Regions from separate parts of the Mus musculus genome. Here region 2 is linked to region 1. Evidence: chromatin contacts called from public Micro-C data. All regions are on one chromosome and are shown on one strand. The core of a region is the stretch at or near the end of the contact, and the rest is flanking DNA. Distances in the headings are between cores, read along the strand shown.

Region 1 (4,933 bases), core at 914-3,413:
GACACCATCAGCCAATCCCCCCACCGTGCGCAGTGCCCACCACGTGGGGCTGCCATAGTGTCCGATGCTAAACTCCTTCATTGCAGATATTCTATGACTTTTCCTGGGGGACAAACGTCAACTTAACCCTCATCAGATGATCCCATCTGTCATCTCTCCCCCACCCCCAGAGAAAGAAACAAAGCCACCCAAATCCAGTTTAGTGAATCTGTGAGTTTATTGGGGCGACTTACGGAGTGCGGGTACCCCACAGACAGCCACATCAGATGGCAGCTGACTACCAGGAGGGAAACAGAGCCTTCAGTCTCCACCATTCTTGGTCAGGTGCACAGCTCATTACTTACTTGCTGAGCACCTGTCCATCATCTCTCTGGCTTGTTTTAGGACTGAGCACTTTGGCAGTGATAGAGTCCTCGGCCTCAGAATGTTCTCGTCTTAGGCTGCAGAGGCAGACCATAAATCCTGAAAAAAAAAATGAAATGAACTCAAGGATCGCAGATGCCACTGAGCACTGCGAAGAAAGTGCTCACTGTGGAGGTCATATGTGCATGCATAGAGGTCAGAGATCATTGTCATGTGAAGGGCAGCAATGAGACACACGCAGACCACCAGGCAGGGCTGGCTCAGGTACTGGGAGACAACCATACAGAGGTAAAGGAAAACCACTCTAGGAAGAAATGGCAACAGCATGTGCAAAGGTCCTGGGGATGGGGTGGGGAGAAAGAATTCTGTGTCTGAAGCAACCAGAGAATTAGTGAATACCTAAAATAAGAGGATGAGACTAGAGCCCTGGTAGACAGGGACAGGTCAGCAGGGCCTTCACAGGCTGTCCCAGAAGTCTCCTGGTTCTGCTCCAAGTGATGGAGCCATTAGAAAGGGGTCTTAAGTTGCTAAGCAACAGAGACTCTCACAGGTACCCCTGAGGCACCATGGAGAGTATAGAGAAGTAAGCAGATGAATGAAGACAGTGGCCAGCAAGAAGGCCACTGGCATCAAGGTATGAGATGGCAGCTGGTTCCCGGGCAGAGACAGAGCCGAGATCTGGAAGCCTTAGGGATATCATCAGCTCACTTCTGGGTGCACAGGAGGATGCAGAATGGAACTGGGATGACTCTCACCCAATCCATGGGAAACCCTAGGCCTTAGAAGTGTGTGTGAGGGTCCCAGAGTCATTGTTTATGAAAAACGCACACGCCACTGCTGTGCATCTGAGAGAAACCATCACCGATTCTCAGAGCTCACATCAGAGCAAAGCTCTGGAGCTGCAGAGCCCTGAAACAGCAGCTGGAAAAACCTGAACTGTGCAGTCAAGAGTCCCAATGCTGGCTGCCACGCGATTCAGAGTCGGAGGGTGGCACAAGTGGCCCTGTGTAGGTGACACATGGCCCTGAGTAGAGATGGTGCCATGGTATAAGATAAGCCACGTGGAATGCCACGCCATCTGGAGACAGCAAGGGCAGGTGCATTGATCATCTGGAAGCCTCTAGCTCTGTAGACAGGAAGCCTGAGCAAGATTCCAACTCAGGACAGCTTTGAGTGGCCTTGAGTCAGTGGTTGTCTTCATTTGGGCCTCAGTTTCCCCTTTTGTGTAGCAAAGGGATTAGGGTTCGAGGTCCCTTGCAATTGTGACTCTGCTAAAAGTCCTCCCTCCCTGAGCCAGCAAGATGGTCCATGAAATAAAGATGACAGCCACCAAGCCTGAGGACCTGGGCTCCATCCTTAGGATTCACGCTGTCGAAGGACTAAAGACTCCTGGGAGTTGTCCTCTGACCTTCAGATGCTGTGTGTTACACATACATGCCCCTCCCACACAAATAAATAAAGTGTAATTAAAAGGTAAAGCCCCCTTCCCCTGCCATGCTCAGGAGTGTAGGCGCTGGGCACCTCCCCAGGGGACCCAACTGGCCACATCAGGCTATCCAGGCAGGGTTCCACCACAGGATCCACCTCAGACACGCCCAACTTCCTACCACAATGACTGCCGCTCTCTACCTCACCTTCCAGCTCCAGGACAGCCAGGGTTAATAACCACATCCCCAGCACTACATAAAAAAGGCAAGAAGGCAGGGTACCCCCTGAGCCCCACCCCCACCCCCAAGCTGGCCAAGCAGCTGTCTCCCCACATCCAGGATTACCAGGCTCCCAGGGGCCGGGGAGGAAGCACATTACATTCTTGAGGGCCTTATGTCAGGCTGGCTGCTTCCCCCCAACACACACAGACCTCCAATCCCCTCCTCACTCCCCTGCCAAGACGGCTGGGCAGGCATGGAGCCAGCCAGGCTGGGCACAAACCACCCCGCTGGATGGCCTTCCCTCCTCTCTTTCCTTCCTTTGCCTGCAAAGCAAGGTCACACCCACTACAACAGTCTGATACAAGGGACAGAGGGCACCTCACAGGAGCCACCCTTACACACGCTCTCACTCTCTAAATCCTCCGTCATCAACTCCATTCTGCAGACAGGAAGCTGAGGCTCAGTGAGGGTGAACAGGTAGCCCAAGGTCACACAACTACCATGCGGCATGGCTGGGATTCAAACCCAGGACTTCTGGCTGCGAAGTGAACAGGCTTAAAGTCACTGGTGTGTCTGCTTACAATGGCTCATTTTCTCCCCATTTCCCTGCCCCCAGCTGCTCAGTTTGTGGCTACTCCATTAAGGTCAACCCCAGTTATGGTTGGGGTCACATAGCAAACTTCCTTCCTTGTCTTTCCAGAACTGTCTCTCTGCCTCCGGTAGCTGTGTGACTTTGGAGAAGGCAGTTCCCTCTCTGTTCGCCACCCACTTTCTGCACATGGATATCAGAATGGGAAGCACTGGTGCAGAGGCTGCAAAGTGGATATGTCTTGTTGGAGCTCCATGCCCTCAGCCAGCCATGATGTGGGCCCAGGTGTGAGGCAGGAGCACTGTAACAGGCCCAGGTGGGAGGCAGGTGCACTGTAACAGGCCCAGGTGGCAGGCAGGTGCAGTGTAACAGGCCCAGGTGGGAGGCAGGTGCACTGTAACAGGCCCAGGTGGCAGGCAGGTGCAGTGTAAAAGGCTCAGGTGGGAGGCAGGTGCACTGTAACAGGCCCAGATGGGAGGCAGGTGCAGTGTAACAGGCCCAGGTGGGAGGCAGGTGCAGTGTAAAAGGCCCAGGTGGCAGGCAGGTGCAGTGTAAAAGGCTCAGGTGGGAGGCAGGTGCACTGTAACAGGCCCAGGTGGGAGGCAGGTGTACTGTAACAGGCCCAGGTGGGAAGCAGGTGCACTGTAACAGGCCCAGGTGGGAGGCAGGTGCACTGTAACAGGCCCAGGTGGGAGGCAGGTGCAAACAGGAAGGTGGAAAGGAGAGCAGGTAATCAGGAAATGTCCTGAAATATACCTCATCCCTCGGTGACACATGCCAGCCTCCTACCTCCCAGGTGCCCTCTGAGAGGCTTCCACCTACTTGCTATGGACTGTCCAGAATTACTCTCTGGACTCACCTAAACAGCAGGAAGGAATCAAAAGGCTTAGAGGCCGGGAGGGGCGGGGGGGGGGAGGCCTTGGGTGTTTCTTGGGGTGGAGCCAGTCCAGGGACATACAGAAAGTCCGGTGAGCTGAGGTTAGACCAGGAACTGAGACCTAAGACAGATTTATCTTGTGAAGCCAGGTCATATCTTAGGACGTCCACGCTGAGCCCACTGATCCTGATTGGGAACAGAATCACCCAGAGGCCCCCACCCACCCTTGGCACCTTTCTGAGTACTCGGCCCTTCGTGCCTCCCTCCACAGGCTCATGACATTGTTCTTGGTTAAATACAGACCACGCCTGACCACAGGCCTCTTTGTTTAACTCTCTGTGTGTGAATTCTTTATTCACAGTTCCTTTTAGACCCGTATTTGCTCAAATATTTGGTGACTCAAAGCAGAGGCTGAGAGTTGGGCATCTATTTCCCTAGTGTGGTTGGTAGAGCGCTTGTCCGGCATGCATTCACGGGGCCCTGGGTCCTGCCCCCAGCACTGCATGGGGTGGCTGACGTGCATACTCACAACACTCCAGAGGGAGGCAGAGGCAAGGAGATCACAAGTTCAAGGTCATGGTAAGTTTGGGGCTAGCCTGGGATGCATGAGACCCCCCCCCCCAAGGAAGGAAGGAAGAAAGACAGAGGGTTGGGGAGAGGGAAGAAATGGAAGAAGAAAAAAAGCCCACAGTGGCGGGCAGCTGGGCGTGGCCTGACAGATGGAATCCCTAAACTCTGTCAACGCATGTCATCAATGGTCCTTGTCACAGTCAACTCTTCCTGCAGCAAAGAAAGCACCAAAGGCCCTGCTGTCTCCTGAACCTATATTACCCACAGCAGTGGCCACTGCCGCCGCAAGGCTATCACCACACACTGTAAGTGACAGGCCCCCTTCATCACAACATTGCAACAGCCCTGGGTGTTCCTGGTCTTGTCCATGTGTCCCTCAGAGGACAGGAGGGCATAGGAGGTGGGGTGGGGGAGGGCAGGGAAGATACACCAGAAATGCAAGGTTGCTTCAATTCACATTCTAATGTGCAGAGGAGACAACAAGGAATGCTGGGAAGTTTCTAAAGCAGCTTGGAAAGAGGGAGCTGGAGAAGAAAAGATGTGGTGTTGGAGTAGGTAGCCTTGTGCTAACCCTGGCACCCTCCCTGCCTTGTCGCTGTCCACTGAAGCCACTTCTCTGTGGAGCAGGTGGGAAGACATTCTACCCGCCCTCTTCAGGCACTTCTCATATCCCATGAGCTCGCACCACCCTGGGGACTCTAGGCCAGGAGACACCACAGTTCAGAAAGGCAAGGGTCTGCGCAGGGTCAGTGCAGCCCAATGGTCAGTGCACACAGCCCTGATGGCCTGTCCTGGGCTGTGCACATCCCACGAGTCCCCACTACCGCCCCATCGCCTGTCAGGCTCTGAGAAGCAGCCTTCTCCTGTGTCACAGAGAGGGAAATG
Region 2 (5,006 bases), core at 109-2,608, 140 kb before region 1:
AGTCCACTAGAAAGGGCTCCAAGGTGGTGGCCTAGGAGCTGGAGGAGGAGCTGGAGAGGTTATTCCCCAGGGTTTGGCAGACTCGGATTTGCCAGCATCTCTGGGGATGTATATTTTGCTGCGTTTCTCCGAGCTGCAGGAGGCCAGGCCAGGCCAGGCGCAAGCAGTAAAGCCCTGACAGGTATCAGCGAAGTCAAAATTCTTCCGGGGATGTCACCCTACTCTGTTCCGCCCAGGGAGGGAGTAGTTGTCAAGGAATGTTCAGAGCTAGTGAACTAAAAAGAGAAGGGACACGTGCGGTGGACCCTAGTCCAGGAGGCCAGAGATAGCCGGAGCGGACAGAGAAGATCCCAGCCCAAGGCCGGCTTTCCTACACAGCGGGCAGACAGCTGAAAGCCGTCCGGAGCACAGACCTGCCAGCACATCTCTGGACAACACTTAAAAGAAGTTACCCTCTCCCTCCCTCAGAGCACCCCCAGCCCACGCCATCCCTGGACTCAGAGTTTCAAATTATCTCCCTCCCCCGCGACCCCCTGAGGAAAAAAAGAAAGAAAGAAAAAGAAAAAAAAAGAACGAGGTCGAGTTGGAGATTAAAAAGGAAGGGGAAAAAATACTCGTTGGAGACTTCTTTTCGTTATCGGTCCCCTCTCCCTCCCGAACTGGCCCCCTTTCCTGCTCATGAATAAAAGAAAAGTCCGAACCTATCAGATCTCTCTGGCTGCAGCCTGCTCCCTCCCCTTCCCTGCCGTTGAGCACTTTTGCACAACTTACCCAGCTGATCGCTCGCGCCCCCTCGCTTTTCCTCTTGTGTTCCCCAACCCTGTCGCTCGGGTCACCTCCCCTCCAGTCCGAAACCCGAGCAGGAGCGCGTCCCCGTTCCAGTCCTCCGGGGGACAGGGTGTGAGGGCCAGCAGAAAGAGGCGCTGAGAGGAGGGATCGAGGGGAGGAGGGAGTCCGAGCCAGAGAATAAATATATAAATAAAGACCCAAAGAAAGCCACTCCGCAACCTCTGGGCTCAGGAACTTCGGCCGGGAGCGCGGGAGCGGGTGGCCCGCAAGGCGCAGCTGGGGACAGGGAGCCCGGCCTGCTCGGCCCACGGCAGCCGGTGTCATTCGGCTTAACTTCTGGCCGAGCCCGGCGGGTGGAGGCGGACTTGGGGTTGGAGTGTTTGTTTGTTTGAACTTCCTTGTCGCCACCTTCCACTCCTCCCGCCCCCACCTCACCCCCCCCCGCGCCCAGCTTCTGGAAGGGGCGCGTCTGCAACCGGGTGGGGGGGGGTGCAGAAGGGAGGGGGAAGAGGCTAGTGGGGGGGGGAGGGAAGAAGAGGAGAGGAGGATCGCAGCAGGGGTGAAAGGAAGAGACGCCAAGAGGTTTATCCAGCCGACTCTGGATTCGTCTCCAGCGTGCGCAGGAATGGCGGCGCTGCCCGGCGCGGTCCCCAGGATGATGAGACCCGGCCCGGGGCAGAACTACCCGCGCACCGGCTTCCCCCTGGAAGGTAAGAGAGCGCGCAGGAGGCCTTTACAGGGTCCCCCGGAGGACCTCGGAGATGGCACCCTCCAGGGGAGCGAGCAGCGGGGCTTCCTGGGCTCTGCTGGGTCCCAGTCTCCGCGTGGGACACGGGAAGTTTCTAGAGCGGACACTTGTCAGTTTCTGCGTGGACTCCGCTGACCCTCGGCCCGCGCTCCGTGGGTCACCGGCTGCCGGCCTTTCGCCGCAGGATGCGACTCCCCGGGGAATTCGCATCTGGTCCGTTTTGCGCTCCGGTAAATTCCAGGGTTTCCCACTCTTCTCTGACACAACAGAGTTCCCGGGTCTCTGCGCAGCGCCGCCGGCTTTCTTCCCTAGTTTTGAATTGGTCCCTCAAAGTCGGGATGGGGTCCCTCCAACCCCTTTTATTTCGAAATACCAACAAGCGACACTCTATTTCCACTCCACCAGACCGTCCGCTTCCTCCCAAGCAACTTACTAACTGGCTTTTTTTTTTCCCGGCCCCGACACAAACTAATTAAAAACAATGCATAGTGCCTTATTTCCCGCAAAAACAAAAACAAAAAAATTAAAAACATAACTTTTCCCTACGTCTTTCTAAAGTCTGCAAATGTCCCGGGAAAGAAACTCAAGACCAAAAGAGGGTACAGCAATCCAGGGGACTGTTTTGAGTCTCTAGCCACTCGGGGATGCAGAGGGGACCGGCCGGCGGCGATCGGCCGGGAGAGGAGAAAGGGCCCCTTTGCGCGCCCCCTCCCTTTTCTATTTAAACCTATGGAAGGCTTTCAGCCAGTCACCGAAGGGTCTTCTAGTTTCCTCGGCTCAGACAGCCCATGGTGTCTCAGGAGCAGTTAGAAACGGCGTGCCAATTTTATTTTTTAGCCGCCCCTCTTGTCATTGTGTGGGCCCCACTTGTGGGTGCGGGAGGATGGGGAGAGAAGGCGAGAAGGGGCGGTCTGGCAGCCGGCGATCTAGGGAGGGAGCCCCCTCCCTCGGGCAGCGAGAAGCCGCCGGGTCCCCGAATTAGACAGAGGCGAAGAGAGCGGGCTGCGTGATCAAGTGCGCGCGAGCGGCCACGCAGGCGGGAGAGCGCGGCAGCCGGGGATTTGCCGGAGTCCTCTCCTGGAACGAATGCAAGCAAAACAGGCGGCTAAGGACGCGCAAAGGATTAGGACAATATTTGCCCAACATGACGCAGAATACTGAGGAGAGCCGAGTGCCGGTCGCTAAAGAGGCTCTTGAATATAAAGTTGGGCGTTCGAGAGCTCTCCAGCGCTAATGGCGTACCCCGCCACGGAGACCGAGGGACTCTGGCTCGGCGACGCACGATTTCTGATTAAATCTGAGAGTGGTTTCAGATACCTACTTTTACAAAGAAAAATTGGTGAAGGAGGGGGGAGCGGGAAAGTAAAGAGGGGGCGGTAGGAACAGCTCAGCAGACCGAGCCTCTTCTAGCCTCCCCCTTTCCAATTATTCCGTCTGCTTCCTCCGCTCGGGCCGCTGTGAAATCGTTGTAATCTTCTAGATCTCTGTAGCCGCGAGTCCCCAAATTGGGGGGATCGAGGCTGGATTAGTGCACCGGGTGTCCCCCGAACCTTCTGTAAGAAAATTGTGTAGACTTTGCATTAAGGCCTACCTAAGTTCTCCCTTCCCCAGAACACACTAGGTATGCCTATCTTCCTGATGCACGCGCGCGCGCGTGCACAAACACACACACACACACACACACACACACACACACAAGTGGCCCATCTTAGTTGCAGCAAAGACTGCTGGGACAATTACTGCATTTCTGAGACCAAGTTGGGGTATTTTGGAGCTTGTGATCATCGTGGAGTGTGCCCTCGATTTGCCCCCCCAACGAAATGAGAACTTTAAGGGTGTTTTAAAAAGCCTGGGAATCTGCTAAGGGACGGTTTGTGTTCCCAGACGCTACACAGACAGCTTTATATCCCCAGTCCTTAAGCTGTGCAGACTCCCGCTGCCACAGTCCTGGGTGCTCAAGCCAGAGCTAGAAATGTTGGGAGTCAAATAGCCTCTTAACCTAACTGATCCAATAGTTCAGTCCTAATGGCCAGAGGTGTAGGACTGACCTGGTGGGCCACATCGCCCTGGCTGTCAGCCTCTACCAGAGGCAACAAACAGGCCTGTGACCCCCAAGCTAGCGGCCCAGAACCATTTGCAGCTGCTCTTAGGATCTCTAGTCTCCACTAGGCTCCACTCTGTCCTTCCTGCCATTTACATCACCCAAAGGTGTATCCTCATTTCCTGCAGTGTAGAGGGACTTTGGGGGGGGGGACAAACAATCCAAGTCCCAGAAGCCAGGACTCTTTCTCCTTGTAAGAGCCTCCCAGGGCTTCAAGTAGACCTTGGAGATCAGCTGTTAGGAGTCTTGGGTTCTCCTCCCCCACACTAACTGCATTCTGTCCTGTACTCACTATTTTCCCTCCCTCCCCACAGTGTCCACCCCTCTTGGCCAAGGCCGGGTCAATCAGCTTGGTGGGGTCTTCATCAACGGTCGACCCCTGCCGAACCACATCCGTCACAAGATAGTGGAAATGGCCCACCATGGCATCCGGCCCTGCGTCATCTCCCGTCAGCTCCGTGTTTCCCATGGTTGTGTCTCCAAGATTCTGTGCCGATATCAGGAGACTGGGTCCATCCGGCCCGGGGCTATCGGAGGCAGCAAGCCCAGAGTGAGTGTCTTTGCCTCTAAGGCTGGCAGCAGGCCTTCTCTAGTACACAGACCTTGATTGTCACCTCTCTCAATATCCCGTGTCACCTAGCAGCCCTAGTTGTCTGGAAGCTTCCCACGGAAGCTTTTCCTTAGCTCTGAGATACAGTCCCTATTATTTGAAAATTTGAAGGATCGGTTAGCTGAGCTCTAGATTGTCTAAGACTTTGAAGCTTCACTGGAATGTCCCTACATCTGCATCTCCACCTTAGCCACCTTTGGCATTGCCTGAGATGATGGGGGGCCGGTGGAGGAACCACAGGGTTACGGATTGTATTTTATTTTATTTCTTATTGCTGCCCCCACTGATGTCATTCTGGGAACCTTGAAAACCCAAAACCCATCTTAGGAGGAAGGGAGTGGCCACCGGAGAGGCCAGCCTGGCTGGAAGCTTTTGGGAGGTTGATACTAAAACTATTTTCCTTCTCCCATCCCATCTCTCTGTCCCTGCTCTCCCACCTCCACCTCTGAAGCAGGTGGCGACTCCGGATGTGGAGAAAAAGATTGAGGAGTATAAGAGAGAGAACCCCGGGATGTTCAGCTGGGAAATCCGGGACCGGCTGCTGAAGGACGGTCACTGCGACCGAAGCACGGTGCCCTCAGGTGAGAAGGTAGCTGAGCCAGTGGTGGAGCTGGCCAGGCACCTCGATGGAGATTCAGAGGGTAGGCCTGGGGGTGGGGTGTGGACAGAGAAAAGGGATGAGAGGGTGACAGGCATCTGGGGGATACAGGCTTATCAGTGAAGCAAAATCCAGAAGGATGGAAGGGAGAGGGGAAGAG

What was found. A called contact is a pair of places that touch in the nucleus more often than the background predicts.
Region 2: a contact with region 1 is called in a Micro-C map of muscle stem cells, with 5 times the contacts expected there. The contact joins the promoter of Pax7 here to the enhancer-like site in region 1. A contact is called at or near these places in 16 of 39 promoter capture datasets (the 3T3-L1 cell line, the C10 cell line, cranial neural crest and 9 more), 3 of 15 datasets of contacts at CTCF or cohesin (the NIH/3T3 cell line and embryonic stem cells), 15 of 484 Hi-C or Micro-C datasets (the C2C12 cell line, embryonic fibroblasts, embryonic stem cells and 7 more), 21 of 115 datasets of contacts at active chromatin or transcription factors (craniofacial prominence, double positive thymocytes, embryonic basal ganglia and 10 more) and 5 of 9 other capture datasets (adipose tissue, embryonic stem cells, embryonic tail and 2 more).

What each region holds. Positions count from the first base shown.
Region 1 is chr4:139,687,116-139,692,048 of GRCm38.p6, reverse strand. No RefSeq gene overlaps it. Among named protein-coding and RNA genes, the nearest start is that of Tas1r2, 36 kb to the right of the region's middle. Within about 2 kb of position 2,163, at least 18 of the 459 cell types and tissues checked have an H3K27ac peak or open chromatin away from gene starts, as enhancers often do. A contact at or near this core is called in the C2C12 cell line, muscle stem cells, pancreatic cancer cells and 1 more, where this site is marked.
Region 2 is chr4:139,829,320-139,834,325 of GRCm38.p6, reverse strand. Pax7 (paired box 7) reads left to right here and starts at 1,358. Exons shown (of 9, transcript NM_011039.2): 1 at 1,358-1,499; 2 at 3,953-4,188; 3 at 4,700-4,829. The coding sequence starts at 1,415. It overlaps Gm46873 (a long non-coding RNA gene), which reads right to left and starts at 858. Exons shown (of 3, transcript XR_001784470.2): 1 at 772-858.